Regions from separate parts of the Mus musculus genome. Here region 2 is linked to region 1. A link is a contact called in public Hi-C data. All regions are on one chromosome and are shown on one strand. Each heading gives the region's core, a stretch centred on a gene start, on an enhancer-like site or on the middle of the called end of the contact. The rest is flanking DNA. Distances are from core to core; before and after follow the strand shown. Region 1 overlaps Tmem168 (transmembrane protein 168). Region 2 has its middle 43 kb from the start of Gm38767.

Region 1 (7,923 bases), core at 2,974-5,473:
CTCTACCCTGATTAGCAGCATACACTATCACACAAGGAAAGGATGGAGAATCAGGTGAAGAGGAAACAATAGTTATGCACATAGTAACAATATTGCAGTCAATTATGGGCCATATACACCAATTCTGTGCATGTAAACAAGTTATCCATTCGTGTCCCATTGATCATAATGGAACTGAACATTTCCTACTGTCTTGTAACATAGTATAGCGCATTGTTTTGCTGTATGTAAATAAACCTGTACTGTCCGTCCTAAAATTACATATAGCAGCACACAGCCAACAGTAAATGAGTGTTAGTGGTCCACATATTTAGCTGTGCTTCCTACATATTAAAAGGTTTACTACATCATACTCAGGACCGTCCCTCTTTCCCCTACAGTGGTAGGTCACATTTACCAGCAAGAGCCCCACATTTTGTTTGCTGATGGCATCAATAGGCCAAGCAGAGTAAGTGACACATAATTTAGATTTGTGAAAGTGTATGCTATGATGCTCACAATACACTGCTCAGAAGTTATCTGTTGGGAACTGTATCACAGTCATACTTTATGAAGAAAACACTACTTGGACCACTGTTTCAGGTGGGTGAGTGAGGGAAAAACATCTACTGCTCTGAAGTAGTTTCAATATGTTCCCTCAAAGCATACTCAGGAAACTTCATTCCCAGTACAGCAATCTTAGGAGATGAGGACTAACTGCAAGTGTAAGGATACAGAACTTACAATAGACCTTCACAGATGAATGAATGACTCTTACATAAGGATTCAAAGCTGTGAAAGACACGTCTAAACCCTTCCCTTTCACACCGCCTCCCCCAACTTCTACTACTGAAATAGGACTTCCCAATCTTAACACAGCAAAAATAAATGTCATTTTCTTTATACATTTCCTACTGTGTGTCACTGCCACAGGAACACATAGGACATCCTGTTTTACAGTTTCTAGAAAAATTGATAAAATTTTGGCTTTAAACAAAAATAATGTCCCCTTTGTAACCTAAACTGAGGCAAGTAAGTGAAACAAACAAACGAACAGATGGAAACACTGAACTTCTAATTCAGCAGCAAAGTGGAAAGTCCCGCTCCCATGCTAAGTGATGACAGGCCGGCCCTTCTGTCTTGCTAGAAGTGAAGTTGCGCTGTACTGACAGACTTCTTTGAATGCAAGGCTTATACTATGACTCCATCATATTCAGGACTGGTCCCTCTTTCACCTACAGTGAAATTAGCTGTATTATGGATTTTCTAGTTGGTGTGAAACGGGCTTCCACAAAAAGCTGCATCAAATCCCCATGGAATCTTCAAATGGCAGTGGTTAGCAAAGGAAGGCATATGAAAGTTTAAGTGAAATATTTCAGAGAGCATGTCTAAATATGTCTAAAAATGGTGTGGGTTTTAAGTGGGATTCAGTCTCCCTTTTAGCCTTCTTATCAACTGCCATAAAAGCAACACTAGGTATGCTATGCTATTGTGCCTTTCTAGTTGACTTATTTAAAGGGAAAGCTTAAGACAGAAGCAAACAGCAGGCAGTGAACATAATACAAACTGGGAAACAGCAGCTGTCAGGTGCCTCTCAAAGTAAGAGTGAGATTATGAACCACAACAGTAACTAATATGAAATTCCAGCTCTTTAATGAAAGTAACTTGGAATGAAACTCTTGACCCATTCTGACAATAATAGAGTGAAAAACTAACAAAAATCAAATCTACTTAAATGGAGTTTGTGACAACTTCTTAGTTAAAATTTTTTTAAAAAGTCATAAAAGAAAAATAACTGAGGAGTTGGTTATGTCATCTCTACTTTTATGTATCCTGACAGTAGCTGACAAACTCATCTGCTGAAAAGTTTCTTTCTTATTTTTCTTTGTTGGATTAGGTCTGTCCCCACCCAACCAGTGGAAAAACTTTCCAGTAGAAATCAATTAAAGGATAAATTAATGAAATATAAGAAAAAAAGTTTAACACTTCAGTATTATTCTTACAGAAATGTGGTAAGGTTGTGTGTGTGTGTGTGTGTGTGCATGTGCGCGAGAGAGCGAGAGAGAGCGAGAGAGAGAAAGAATGAGAATATTAGGAACAATATTTAGAAATGTTAAGTAAAAATAGTTCAATTTAAATATCTGTTAAGATCCAATTTAAATAATTTGTAATAGCTGAGAATGTAATTGGATTAGCAATGTCACTCTCTCCAAAATAGTTTTCCTCAATGAAGGCCTTAATTGTTTCCCTTTCACTGTGTAATGTTCTGATTTGAATCATTTGAATAACTGCAACTTGTGTAGAACCAGTGGGTGTTTCCCAAATTATGTTTCATATGAATGTTATTTGCACTTTAGCAGAAGTCCACGGAGAACTCACACATACAGGTTAAAGGGTGTGTGAGATTGAGAGACAAGGGTTTCATAGACACGTGTAGAAATGATGCTCTTTCAGTACTATTATTATTTCTCCTCCTCCTCCTCCTCCTCCTCCTCCTCCTCCTTCCTCTTCCCTTTCCTTCTCTTCTTCCTCCTCCTCTTCTTTTTTGCTCTAAGTATAGTTACACTTCACAGAATACTGGGTAGAGTAAAGGGTTTGGAATCTTTCTATAATCAATTAAGCAAAAACTATGCTGAAAAGTCTAAGTTTCTGTAAGGCAAAATGTCAACATCACGTACAACTGTTATCAAGTAGCAGCCAACTGGGAAATGTAAATCTATCCAGGTGGGTTTACATTAGTTTTGAAGAGCTAAATTAACAAGCATTTAACAGGTGTATTGCTGACGAGGACTCCCAGGTCATCCCATGAGACTTTTAGCAAAGTATAATCCTAACTGCCCCCCCAAAGACTCCCAGGTCATCCCATGAGACTTTTAGCAAAGTATAATCCTAACTGCCCCCCCAATCACTGAATCCCAGGTCATCCCATGAGACTTTTAGCAAAGTATAATCCTAACTGCCCCCCCAAATCACTGAATCCCAGGTCATCCCATGAGACTTTTAGCAAAGTATAATCCTAACTGCCCCCCCAATCACTGAATCCCAGGTCATCCCATGAGACTTTTAGCAAAGTATAATCCTAACTGCCCCCCCAATCACTGACTCCCAGGCTTCAGAACGTAAACAGATTTCACGTGACTCAAATGCTCAGAGACCAAGAACAAGGTTCAGCACACTTTTTCTACAGTTACTGTTTTAAGCTTTGCAGGCAGGTCATGGAGTTTTTATTGAAACTACTAAACTATGCCATCTATCGTGATAAAAATCAAGTAACAAGGAGTTTTAAAACCTACATCAGATGGCTCACAAACACAGCTCTAACGCCTGTCTGGCCTCTGCAGCATGCACATCTACACCTATACCTACCTACGTACACACACACAACAAACACACACACTAATAATGCCTTAAATGAGGAAGTACACATTTTAATATCTCTCAACATTGATAGATTAGATAGAAAACCATCAAGGATATTGATATAAGAACATCACTACCCAGCTTGACTTGGCTCAATAGCACTCTAACCTTTTTTTAGATCATAAACAAGTCTTTGTTAAAAGGCTAAATTCATACAAATTGTGTCTTCCAACTATAAAGATAAATCAAAAATCAACAAGGCTGATGTTGGAAAATCCACAAATATTAAGATTTCCCACAATAAAGACAAAAATAACCCAGAGGTCAAAGAAGAAATTCGAAGGGATATTTGAAAATATGTTGAAAATGTAAGAGCATACAAAATGACACAACTTTCATTAGGCACCTATAAATTAAAACCCAAATGAGATACCACTTAAGGGTCAACTTGAATGATTTTCTCAAATAGGTCAACTTTAGGAAACAATCCCACTGAAAGTTACAACCTGGAGATTGATTTTTCTGACATTATCTTTGCTGAGAGATTCCTTAGAAAGCTTGTGTGTACTCACTCCCATTGGTACACATACTTTACTTGAAATCCACTGATATATGCAGAGCAGAAAAAACATCTAGTGACCAAGAAAGGACTTGGTTAACAGAATTTCATGCCCTGGGAAGGAGCCCTGCAGGAATGAAGCTGACTTGGCAGAGAAAATGTAGTTATGACTGGGAAAGTGGCCAACTCAGAAAGAAGAAGAGGAGGTAAGTTCTTGCAGAGTTCCGACATCATTTAGTTCTGAAAGTCCCTAGCTACAGCAAGCTGGCAGAATGAGGAAGCTGCCCTGCGGAAGTTTTCACCACGGGGTTGACTCCCACACAGATTCCTTGAGGCCGGCAGCCCACACTGAATAGAAGCCCCATGCCCAGGCAAGGCTTTCTAGCTCCCGTTAACACTTCCATCTCTAGTACACGTAGCAGCAACACATTGGTACAAAGCAAAGAATTGCACCAAGAAGAGTTGCTCTTGTATGCCCACATCCCAAACTGAAGTACTCAAATTATATAGTTTGTTACAATAGAAACAGTTTATGATTAAATTCTTTTCATGCTAGTCTCTTCCTGTCATTACAGAAAGAATTGCTTTTAAGGGCATAGGTATCCTGAGATCGTCAGCATTTAGCACCTCTACCTAGGATCGTATCAGTTATCATTAGCACTGACATAAGAAAATAAACAAAAACCCATGAGCTTACCTGCCAGGAGACTGCTCCCAAAATTGCCGTTGCAAGAAGACTAAAAAAAACTAACTGCTCTGAAATTAAGCAAAAATGACGCATCCCTTTGGATGCCATGATTCTGTCAAGGCTATTGTTATCTGCCCTGTGGTTGATATACACTTTATGGCAGTCATTCAACTTAGTATGAAATCCCCAAAGAGTTAAAAGAAAAATAATATGGCAAATCATCCAGAAAAATCCGAAAATGGAAAAACCTGGTATCACAAAATACCAGAGATGAGTGTCTCTAAGTTTAAATGCTGAAAGGATGAAGAATGTAAGCTCAATCATTGCAGTGAAAAGCACAGAAAGTCTCCTGCAAATTCTCCCACGATGCAGAAAAGGTTTCCACCTCTCAGTTACTGAAAGTCCACTAAAATAAATGTCAAGAAAAGGATCAGTTACCAGGCAAATAAAAAAACATGCAAAAGCAATTGGATTTTGGGGAGTTTCCAATGAAGAGAAAAATAACAATACTGAAAAAATGATTAAGTTTGGAATAGCTAGAAAAGACTTCATTCTCAGGTCGATAATGAGCATGGCCAAAGCCATAACCAGCAAAATAACACTCAGAGACTTCTCCACCAACATAGTTGTGCTGGCGATGGCAAACCCAACAAGTTCCAGAAACTCCACTGTGGTTAGTAAAGTAGGCCGATGGCGGACATATCCAGAAATTCTCTCCACCAAAGCACACAATATCCTTAAAACTATAGATGTCAGAAGCAAATATTTGGTTGTTTCTTCTTTCACATCACTTTTAAAGGATGAATTATCAAGAAAACACAGAAGGCCAAGCAGAAATCCAAACCAGAGATTGGAGAGACTTAAACTGGCTGCTTCCATTGAAAAGTAATAGTAGAGTATGCTGGCGATCCCAAGAACAAAGAGGCCGAGGATAAAAATCACCAAAATTAAGGAATTTGCTGTTTTTTCCCATCTTACATAAAGGCCTAAACATATGGCCACAAGTAAGTTGATCCTGGCTAGATAGCCGAGGTACCGCACGGAGGAATGCATGTTCACTTCTCTATTTACTTCTTCCAGCCTAGTCATTGCTAGATAGAGACAATGACTAACACAGTATCGCAGTGATCTGCACATGTAATCTGGCACTGGAGGGTCCCAAGAGGCACAAAAATTAACTTCCTGTATTTCATTCAATAAAGCCAAGGTGTTGGTAATGCCTACTCCAACATTCTCTCAGAAGTTTTCTTTGTAATGACCTAAAGAGAAGGAAAGATATTTCACAGTTAAGTATATATAATATTTTGTGCCATCTTCTTTATACTAAGTAAGTGAATCAGAGAAAAACTAAGGTTTTTCTGCCGTCCAGTTCAAATCCTAATTGCATATATCTTAATAATCATACAAACTCTGCAAGTTACACAAAGGAAAATGCCCGTGATCTTTATTCATACTGATAAAATTGCATCATGAAGTGTAAGTGGAGTCTTCTCTGTCAGTACTAACCAGTGTTAATGCTGAAGTTGTCTAACCTATCCCGATTTGAATATTTAGTTGAGTTGAGATCATAAGCACTTGCCTTTGACACACTGAAATCTCACTCACCTTTCAAATGGAATGAAGGGCTTCACTATTACTTCTAATTGGAAAGCACTAGGACACAGAGAATTACTACTGTAATCCGCCACATCTTTTTACAAAACCATTCTAAAATGCTATAAAATATCAGTCTTTATATTGTTTAGCTAATTCTTAACTAGAAGTAACATTTAACTCTATATAACATTTAACTCTATATACGGTTATTCAGTCCCAAAAGCTGCACCATAATTCTTGTGCTTTCACTCCTACGAAAATAAATCACTGGGTTAATCACTTACTTCTCAAATATATAGATCATCTATTTAGTAAATCAATTGCTGAACTTCTTACTGACAACCCAAATACTGGACCGCTTACCAGTAAGTGTTCATGGTAAAGTAAGAAAACTTCAAGTCTACCTTCTCAAAAAGTCACTACAGCAATTATTTTCTAGGACCCAAATAATTATTTCAACCTAAGTGCTCCCATAACTTTGACTTAAAATACAAAAATGGTTAAAAAAAAAATACACTGTGAGGGTCAATGAGCTAGCTCACCTGTGAAGCCTGACTACATAAGTACAATGACTGAGGTGCAATGGCGGTCTGGTGGAAGAAGAGAACCAACTCCTATAAGTTGTCCTCCGCCCTCTACAAGAATGCCATTGCACATGCACTCACTGAGCTGTGTATGAACACACACACACAGACACACACACACACAAGTACTGATCCATCCAGTAGGTAGTTCTTCAGTATACTGTAAGAACAGATCTATTGCAATAGCTTAGCCATATAACACTCAAAAACTCATATATTCAGAAAACAAATAGTTTGTGGTCTAGGGCTACATATCAGTGCTAAGAGTGCTTTCCTACGATGAACAAGGCATTAGGCTTGAACCACATCACCAAACCCACACATAGGGGATCAGTTTATTTAAACTTTCCTAATAGAGATGCACTAAAAGGCACTCTCACCAGACACATGAGCTAACTTAGAATTAACCTCTACCCAGCCTTTGGCTGGGGAGCAATGCCTGGGAGACAACTGTAGGATTCCAAGCATATTTCAAGTGCTATTTCTATATCTACTTTCTTATGTTCCAAAACATATTTTTATTTATAAATCTATTCATCAGATATTCAAAGTAACTTTCCTCTATTGGGTTTCCATGAAAGCACTTCTTGCCATGTGGAATTAATGAAAATGTCTGGTATTTTGTTGTTGTTGTTTATAGTGGATGTTTTTTCATAAGTGTAACAAACTGTCTGGGCGTGGTGGCACACACCTTTAATCCCAGCACTTGGGAAGCGGAGGCAGGCAGATTTCTGAGTTTGAGGCCAGCCTGGTCTACAGAGTGAGTTCCAGGACAGCCAAGGCTATACAGAGAAACCGTCTCGGAAAAACAAACAAACAAAAGTGTAACAAACCGATAAGATCTGGACTACAAAAAAATTCATAAAATATTATGCCTATACTACACAGAGCGAGAAAGAGAGGGAAAGACTTAAATGCTGGCGGTAGATTGTAGGATTAAAATAAGTACTACTAGAGGGAGAAAAAAAAATTCACTGCACACTCAGGAAACACCCTCTTGACACTCACATTTCACTGTATTTTAGCCACATGACTGCTTCCTATAAGGTCATAAAAAAGAAACTTCCTTAGGTTCCCAATAGCACAAATCCACCTTTCTCTGCATCTCTGCATGTCAGCCAGAGTCCCCTTCCCTGTATAAATCCTTCCTGTTCCAG
Region 2 (7,923 bases), core at 3,957-6,456, 460 kb after region 1:
CTTCCTTTGGTGATGAACAACAGTATGGAAGTGTAAGCCGAATAAAACCCTTTCCTCCCCAGCTTGCTTCTTGGTCATGATGTTTGTGCAGGAATAGAAACCCTGACTAAGATGATCATGAACACAACTTTTATTTCATTGGAACTTTTTCTTATTTGAAGGTTAAAAAAAATGAAATGTATACACTTTTACAACTCAACCTTCATTAGTAACTTGCAATTTTAAGAGAGGAGTAATGAGACTGATTTTGGTTAAAGTCTCTTTAATGAGATATGCAAATCTAAAGTTAACACCAATAAAGGCTTGTGTGATATATAAAAACTCAATGCAATTATTAAAATTATTATTTAAAACTGAAAAGTAAAACTCCTTTGAGGTTTTATGTGTTCTCTCTCTGTGACAATCACCCTCTTTTACTTTAAAGTTGGAAAACTCCATTGTGTTAACTAGTATCCACAACAGCACAGCATTTGAAATGCTATCAAGTTTGTTCTAATCCTTCTTCTTTTCTCTGTTGCATGCAATTTATTTCTCTTCCCAATGTCATTTGACAGAATAAACTAACTTTTCCATTCTAGTTTAAATGGCATGGAATGCATTTAAACACTTCTTTAAATAAAACTTGTTTTCATGAAAATAAAAAAGATAACATGACTCTGGGATCTTTTTCTATTTCCCGTTTCCCCATTACTTGCCTCTTGCTGTTAAAGAGCAGAATTGTAGCTTAAATTTGATTACGAACACATAGCAATCGTGTTGGTCTGAATAAAAATAGCCTCCACAGGCTCATCTATTTTAATGCTTAGTCATCAGGGAATGACATTATTTGAAAGGATTAGAAGGATAAGAAGATATGGTCTTGTCAGAAAAAGTGTCCCTTCACAGCAATAGAGCTGACTAAGATATATAGCACTCTAGGCTCATGCATTTGCATGCTTAGTCCCAGGTTTAGTGAACTATTAAGGAAGAGTTAGGAAGTGTTGCCTTGTTGGAGGAGGGATGTCACTGTGAGAGAGCATGGGTTTCAAAAGCCCATGCTAGGCCCAGTCTCTGCCTGATGCCTGAGGTTCAGGATGAAGAGTTTTGTTACTTCTGAAGCACCATGCCTATCTGTTTCTACCATAATCATCATTTACTAACCTTCTAAAATTGTAAGTAAGCTCCTAATTAAATTTCTTTTATAAAAGTTGCCTTGGTGATGGTGCTCTTCAAAACAACCGAATAGTAACTAAGATAGGAATGGATCCATTGGTTTGCAGTTCTCTCACTTGGAGCCTGCCAAGAGTTTTGGGATAGCATTCTAAATGTAATTGAGGAAAATACATAATAATTAAAAAAAAAAAGAGTTCAAGTAATGATGCTCTCTACGCAGTGATCTACGTGTATAGCAGAGGTCTTTCAGGTTTTTTTGAGCTCCTGTATTTACTTTTGTTTAGAAGTGTCTGATTCAATATGCAACCTTTAAAAAACAGATTTGGGAAAACATTATTTATATTTGACCAGTATTAAAACACTACCTTTTTGTAGAAAATACTAAAGAGAAATTACATTTTTAGGCTTAGACACATTAGACTAAATCTGATTATTTTGACCCCATTCAGCTCATATGGAAACTCATGCCAAACAACTGAGCTGACAGACAATTATGCATCTTTTCCTGAGATATTGTAAAGCTGTACATTCCATTTTGAGCAGATACAGAAATTGTTAGTGCTGTCCTTGTCCTCAATCCATATGCGATTCAAAGGGATCTGCGTCCCATTATCTCTAATGGAGGTAGCATTGACCTGACCTCAGACAACATGAGTGAACTTGGCTGATAATACAATTCAATACTTACTGTCAGTTTATTGTCATCTGTGACATTTGACAGGCTGAAGCCCATAGCATTTGTTCTGTCTCACATATGGACTCACATATTCCAGTTGTCCTCCCAGCACTGACACAGAAAACTACACATCCAAATAATTTGAACTAAATGCAGCTAGACTTCTGCAGTTTTGAAATGTGTCATTTTTCCATAGAGAAATTTCTGGGAACATTGCCCACATCAGACTTTTATCTTCAGAAACCAACTTGAAATGTAGCAAAGATAAAATTTCTTGCCACACATGCATTTATATATATATATATATATATAATATGTAATATATTATATACATACATACATGCATACATACATACAGGATATTATATAATCCCCACAGTTAGGATATATTGACTTATTATGCAATTTTAAATGAAAAGGGATTCTGCAAGTTAAGAGCTCCCAATCCTTCCATCTCTATGACCTACTTATAAATTTCCCACAGCAGAAAAGAAAAAAATGATTAAATGAAAAATTTTATTTTTAAGAAAAGAGACATTATCATTATTCCTAATTTTTTTCAAAAGGTCATGTTTTTCTGCAGCATAAGTTGACCTAAAGCTCCCCATATGCACCAGGCTGGCCTTGAACTTGTGGCAATCTCCTTGCTTCAGTCTCTAAGCATTGGAATTAGAGGCACATGCCTTCATGCCTAAATTATATGTGAATTTAGATGACCAGAAAAATCAAATAAAAAGTTAGTGGTAGTTTAATTTTATCACATAATTAAAACATTCTCTATGATCTGTATCTAGAGCTTTTATTGGTCTTTGTCTTTATTAATCTTTGTGCTGCAAGTCAATATTTGCTCAAACAGTTCACAGTAATTCTATGCTGAAACAGTCCAAGAAATTAAATGAGAATACCTGAATGAACTTAGAGAGGACAGAGATGAACTGATCAAAGTCTAAGCAAACTCTGAATAAAATATGAAAATCCAGGAAATGAAAATTGAAGTCAATAATGAGATAGAAATACTGAAGAAAACTCAGACTGAAATGAAGACTTCAAAGTGAATATCATCATCAACAGAAGTGACCATGTACAAGAGAGAATATTGATGCCTGAAGACAAAAATAGAGGAACTGGATCACTCAATTAAATGTTATGATACATTTAAAAAAAAAACATCAACAGAATATACAAGACCCTTGACACAATAAAATAACCAAAATCAAAGAATTGTCAACAAAGAAGAGGAGAGGAGGAGGAGAATGGGGTAGAAGAGGAAGGAAAAATGATGACCTTTTATTTCAAGTCAAAGGCATAGAACATGTTTTCAATAAAATCATGTAAAAGGTATTCCTAGATCTAAAGCAAGAGAAGCCCATCGAGACACAAGAGGCACACTAATAGAACCACTAATAGAACAGTAGCTCCTCCTGCTACATTCTAGGTCAGACACTAAATGTACAGAACGAACAAAGATGAGAAAAGCTCATAGGAACTCATAGAGACAGAAGCATCATGCACAGGGCATGGCACTGCTCTATATCAAGTCTTCTGCATATATAGTACAGTTTCCAGTTTAGTGTTCTTATAGGATTCCTGCATATGTGCAGATGAGTAGGTCTCTGATCCTTGTACTTTCTTTTAGGTTCTTTCCTTTGGTTGGTATAATGTGATTTTTTTTTATTATATTTTATTTTGTTATATTTAAAAATGAATGAATGAGTGGGTGGATGAGTGACAACCTAGCTACTAAGGTAAAGGTTAACAATTGAACTGTCAACTATATCTGCTAGGAGAGGAATAATCAGTTTTCTTCAATAGAGTGATACTGTGTTTATAGTCTAGGGCAGGTGTCGTGCTTACAAGTAGTTCACCAACAAATAATTAAATCCCACAATTTATTTTTGATGTTGTTGTTGTTGTTGTTGCTGGTAGTGTGGTGGTGGTGGTGGTGTGTGTGTGTGTGTGTTTGTTTATTTGATCACAGTTTGGTGAATTTGCTATCTTTCTTGTTGATATGATTTTATTTATTTATAATTTTTTCTTGTTTTGGGGAATTTTATTTTTGTACTAGATTTTTAGTTTTATACTTGGTTTTTGTTTCCTTTTTGAGACTGAATTTAAAGTTGGGTACATAGGGAGGGGGAGAGGATCTGGAGATCAAAATATATCTCATATATATGAAAATGTATTTTAATTAAAAGTTTTAAATAATGAAAAATATAATAATTAATAAATTAAAATAAAAGAAATGTGTGTGTGTGTGTGTGAGAGAGAGAGAGAGAGAGAGAGAGACAGAGAGAGAGAGAGAGAGAGCACATGTAAAGGCAGATAAGTTAGGGGAATAATATAACTATATTTTAATTAAAAATAAAGGTAAATCACAAATTAAAATGAATTAATTCATTTTATAATGATCTTGAGTTTTTATTTAATGAAGTCTGCTTTCTTTGAATTTAGGCAGCATTGAACCCTAGGAAGAAAGTATGTGCATTTATCAGGTAGAATCCAAGTTCTTTATCTTCTCACAAGTGCTTCTCTTTACAGCAACATACTAACTTATACTGATGCCAAAACCAGAGGCTCAAGGTAAGGTGAGAAGAGGGCAGTGTAGCTACTTGAAAACTAAAAAGTAATCCTTTGCTACTTTCCTTTACTCCTTCCACAGTAATCAACCATAAACATTGCTAAGTCATAAATCACATGAAAAGGAGTCCTAAGTTGTAAGTTAAAATCCAAGAAAGGAGATAGAAAGTTTCATAATTATATAATTCATCTTTGTGGAAATTCTCAAGAAAGTCTTTATCTGGGTAATTCTATTCAGTCTTGCGAGGCTAAACAAGCTTAAGCCAGAATGTGTGTCGATTTCTAAAACCGCGGTTCATTTTCATGATTTTGATTGTGTATCTTTTATTTGCCTGATGCAATTGTTGTCTAGGAGGTTTATTGCCTCCATCTGCTAACCTAGGCCTAATCCTGGAAGCTTCTAGCCTCTGTACAATCTTATTTAAGTCTAGAACATTTTCCACCTAAGACAGTACTGAACAAACTCACCCTTTCTTGCTCTTTCTGAACTCTGGCTGGCTGGTAAACTCAGCTCTTCTGTCCCATAACTCTCCTGTCCCCACTCTGAGTGACATAATAGCTATGTAATTTGAAGTTACAGAATGCCATAAAATGTAGAACAATGAAATTAGTGTTAGTCACTTAAAGTTGTATGTTCTTTTTCAGACAAGGCTATTTAGAGCACAGCAGAGTGGTAAGATTTAGAATACTTTCATTATGGGAAGGCATGCAATGTGAAAATTTATTCAAGGTCCAAGACACAGAAGGGACAAGTGGTCTGCTATGCTGAGCTGAGCAGTCTGTTTCTGGGCAGTTACTATGAAAAGTGTGGGGAGTAAGCTGGGAGACACACACTATTGTGGTTTTGGGTGTCAAGTTTCCACCCTGGCCTCATGTGTGTGAATACTTGGTCCCCAACTGGAGTCATTGCTTGGGAAGGCTGTGGAACATTGAGAAGGCAGAGCTTCACTGGGGAAAGTGGATCACTGGTGGCAAGCCTTGAGCCTTTATACCCTGGTCTTACTTCCTGTTCACTCTTGTCCACTTGACTAGTGTGAGCAGTCAGCCATCTCTTCCTGCTACCAAGCCTTTCTTGCCTGTCTCTGAGTTTTCTACACCATAAAAGAATGATCTAAAATTGTAATCCAGAGTAAGCTCTTCCTCCTTTAAATTGTTTCTTTCAGAACTTTTGGCCACAGAAATGGGAAAAGGAACTAAAATAGATCCTTTATTTCTGATTAAAGAGATATTTTCTCTAAAGAGGTAGCAATTATACACTAGATTGTCATGTCTGTATACATAAAACTGCAACATACATTAAGTTGTTTACTGGGCCTAACAGCAATCTAAGATTTTAAGTAATTTTTCCAGGTAAAACAGTCTACATTTACTTATTGTCTCACACTAAACTTTTAACAACTTTTCACAACCTTAAATGTGAAATGTGAACCATATTATTTGTTCAGTTTTACCTATAGCTGAAGCTTTTATTTATCATATGGTACACTGTAGCTATTTTCAGATACCCCAGAAGAGGGCATCAGATCTCATTACAGATGGTTATGAGCCACCATGTGGTTGCTGGGATTTGAACTCAGGACCTTCAGAAGAACAGTTGGTGCTCTTAACGGCTGAGCCATCTCTCCAGCCCAGCTGAAGCTTTTATGCCAGTTCAATGGCTTCAGATCACCCACAGTGCCCTAGGTATTCAAGACATTGTGATATAACTAACTCAACTATGATGGTGACACTTGTTGTGGTTCCCGGGCTTGATATTATTATGCATATTTACTCTGGTGCATTAACATCTGGACATCAAGGCAGAATCTTGCACATCAGGAAAGGACTTGAAAACAGGGTTTCAGTACTTCCTTGGGCATTTAAATTCCCTTTGATGTTGCAATTAGCAGAGTTTAGTGTTTTGCACAGCTCCTTCTATTCTCTGATGTCAGAAAGATTCAGTGCATAAATCACGCTGTGCTGGTTGGCATTCCAGAAGCCTCAGCAAACATACCCTGAACTAAAGTACTGTCACACCTCTGTGAGGAGAGCTGAGAAGACTCAGGCACATTCTTGCCAAGTGGTTTCTGAGAGACTTGTCAGTAGATTCAGAATGTGTAATTTCTTTGGCAATCAAGAAGCTTTGCAGTTTTCCAGAACTTGTCAGAGAGAAAGCCCTGCCCTTTATGTGACAACTGGCTTTTAAAGAAGAGCATGCTGCGTTTGTATATTCTACTTGGCACTCTATGGCCACTAATGCTCAAGTCCCTATCTTTAGTGTGGGACACAAACCATGGGCTGCAATGGCAACGATTCTGCACAGTTTTACAGTTTTTATGACTGGAGTTCCCAGAACCCCAGTGATATTTCTGAACTCCAGTTTCTATGGGTGGGTGATTCTGCTATTTGGATTCTTGAGTAAAGGGAGAGAGTTTCAACTGCAAGCATTCTCTGGAATTTGAAATATATTTTGTCTACCATTATGTTCATTCTTATTAAGACAGAACAAAACAAACAAACAAGCAAACAAAATCAACCTGTGGGCAGCTAAGGACTGCTGATAGAAAGAAAAGACTGAAAAGAGTCTTCCCAAAGGGAAGAATTTCCCAATGGTTATCCAATACCAAGAGGTCATCCCTAAACTCATATCCATATAAATAACATTATACTGACTAAGAAGAACATATTTACATATTTAATTATATATATGTGTGTATATACATATATATAAAACAACAGTTAAAGTAAGAGATGCCACATATTGGAGGTGGGTACACGGACAGGGTATATTTTAATTTTAAAAAGTAATAAATGGAAACTGCTACCTTTTTACAGGGCTCTTGTTGAACTGAATGCCTGGTCCATGATGCCCTTATGACTCTCTTTTGTCTTATTGCCATCTGATGATTTCAAAACTCAAAGATATCAAATAGCATTTTGAGAAGTGAAAGGTCCCAAAGTTGCTGGCCAAATTGAAATGGTATGTTCAAGAACACAGCTGGATCTATACTAGCATTGTCTTGGCTTTACATGAAAGTGTCACCTAACTCTTTAGGAAAATAATTTGTTCCCACTAATCTAGCTAACATGAAACAGATTCACTGGCCCAGTGGATTCATCACTTGAGTTCCTGAGAGTGGTTCATTGGTGGTGTCTTGTAATTTAGCTATACCTATTTGGTTTCAGAAATGACTATAATGAGACAGGTGTTTCCCTAAGTGGGAAGTCTGGGATGGTTCTACAACTCTGTCCAGTATCTATCTATCTATCTATCTATCTGTCTGTCTGTCTGTCTGTCTGTCTGTCTGTCTGTCTGTCTATCTATCTATCTATCTATCTATCTATCTATCTATCTATCTATTCAGTTATTTATTTATTTATTTAAATTTAATTATATGTTATTATTAGTATTAATTGTTTTACTTCTTCACTTTATATTCTGTTCACTGCCCCCCTCTTGCTCACCCCCTCCCACGATTCTTCCAACCATCCCCCTCCACTTTTCCTCTGAGCAGGTTTAGGACCCCTGGGTATATCAG

The links. Hi-C and Micro-C count contacts between places; a contact is called where the count stands out from the background.
Region 2: a Hi-C map of embryonic fibroblasts shows a contact between it and region 1, with 4 times the contacts expected there. The contact joins two enhancer-like sites. A contact is called at or near these places in 2 of 39 promoter capture datasets (the C10 cell line and cranial neural crest), 1 of 484 Hi-C or Micro-C datasets (embryonic fibroblasts) and 1 of 115 datasets of contacts at active chromatin or transcription factors (large pre-B cells).

What each region holds. Positions count from the first base shown.
Region 1 is chr6:13,597,643-13,605,565 of GRCm38.p6, forward strand. It overlaps Tmem168 (transmembrane protein 168), which reads right to left. Exons shown (of 5, transcript NM_028990.5): 2 at 4,596-5,845. The coding sequence starts at 5,723. Among named protein-coding and RNA genes, the nearest start is that of Tmem168, 6.5 kb to the right of the region's middle. Within about 2 kb of position 4,224, at least 101 of the 459 cell types and tissues checked have an H3K27ac peak or open chromatin away from gene starts, as enhancers often do. A contact at or near this core is called in embryonic fibroblasts, where this site is marked.
Region 2 is chr6:14,057,520-14,065,442 of GRCm38.p6, forward strand. No RefSeq gene overlaps it. Among named protein-coding and RNA genes, the nearest start is that of Gm38767, 43 kb to the left of the region's middle. Within about 2 kb of position 5,207, at least 14 of the 459 cell types and tissues checked have an H3K27ac peak or open chromatin away from gene starts, as enhancers often do. A contact at or near this core is called in embryonic fibroblasts, where this site is marked.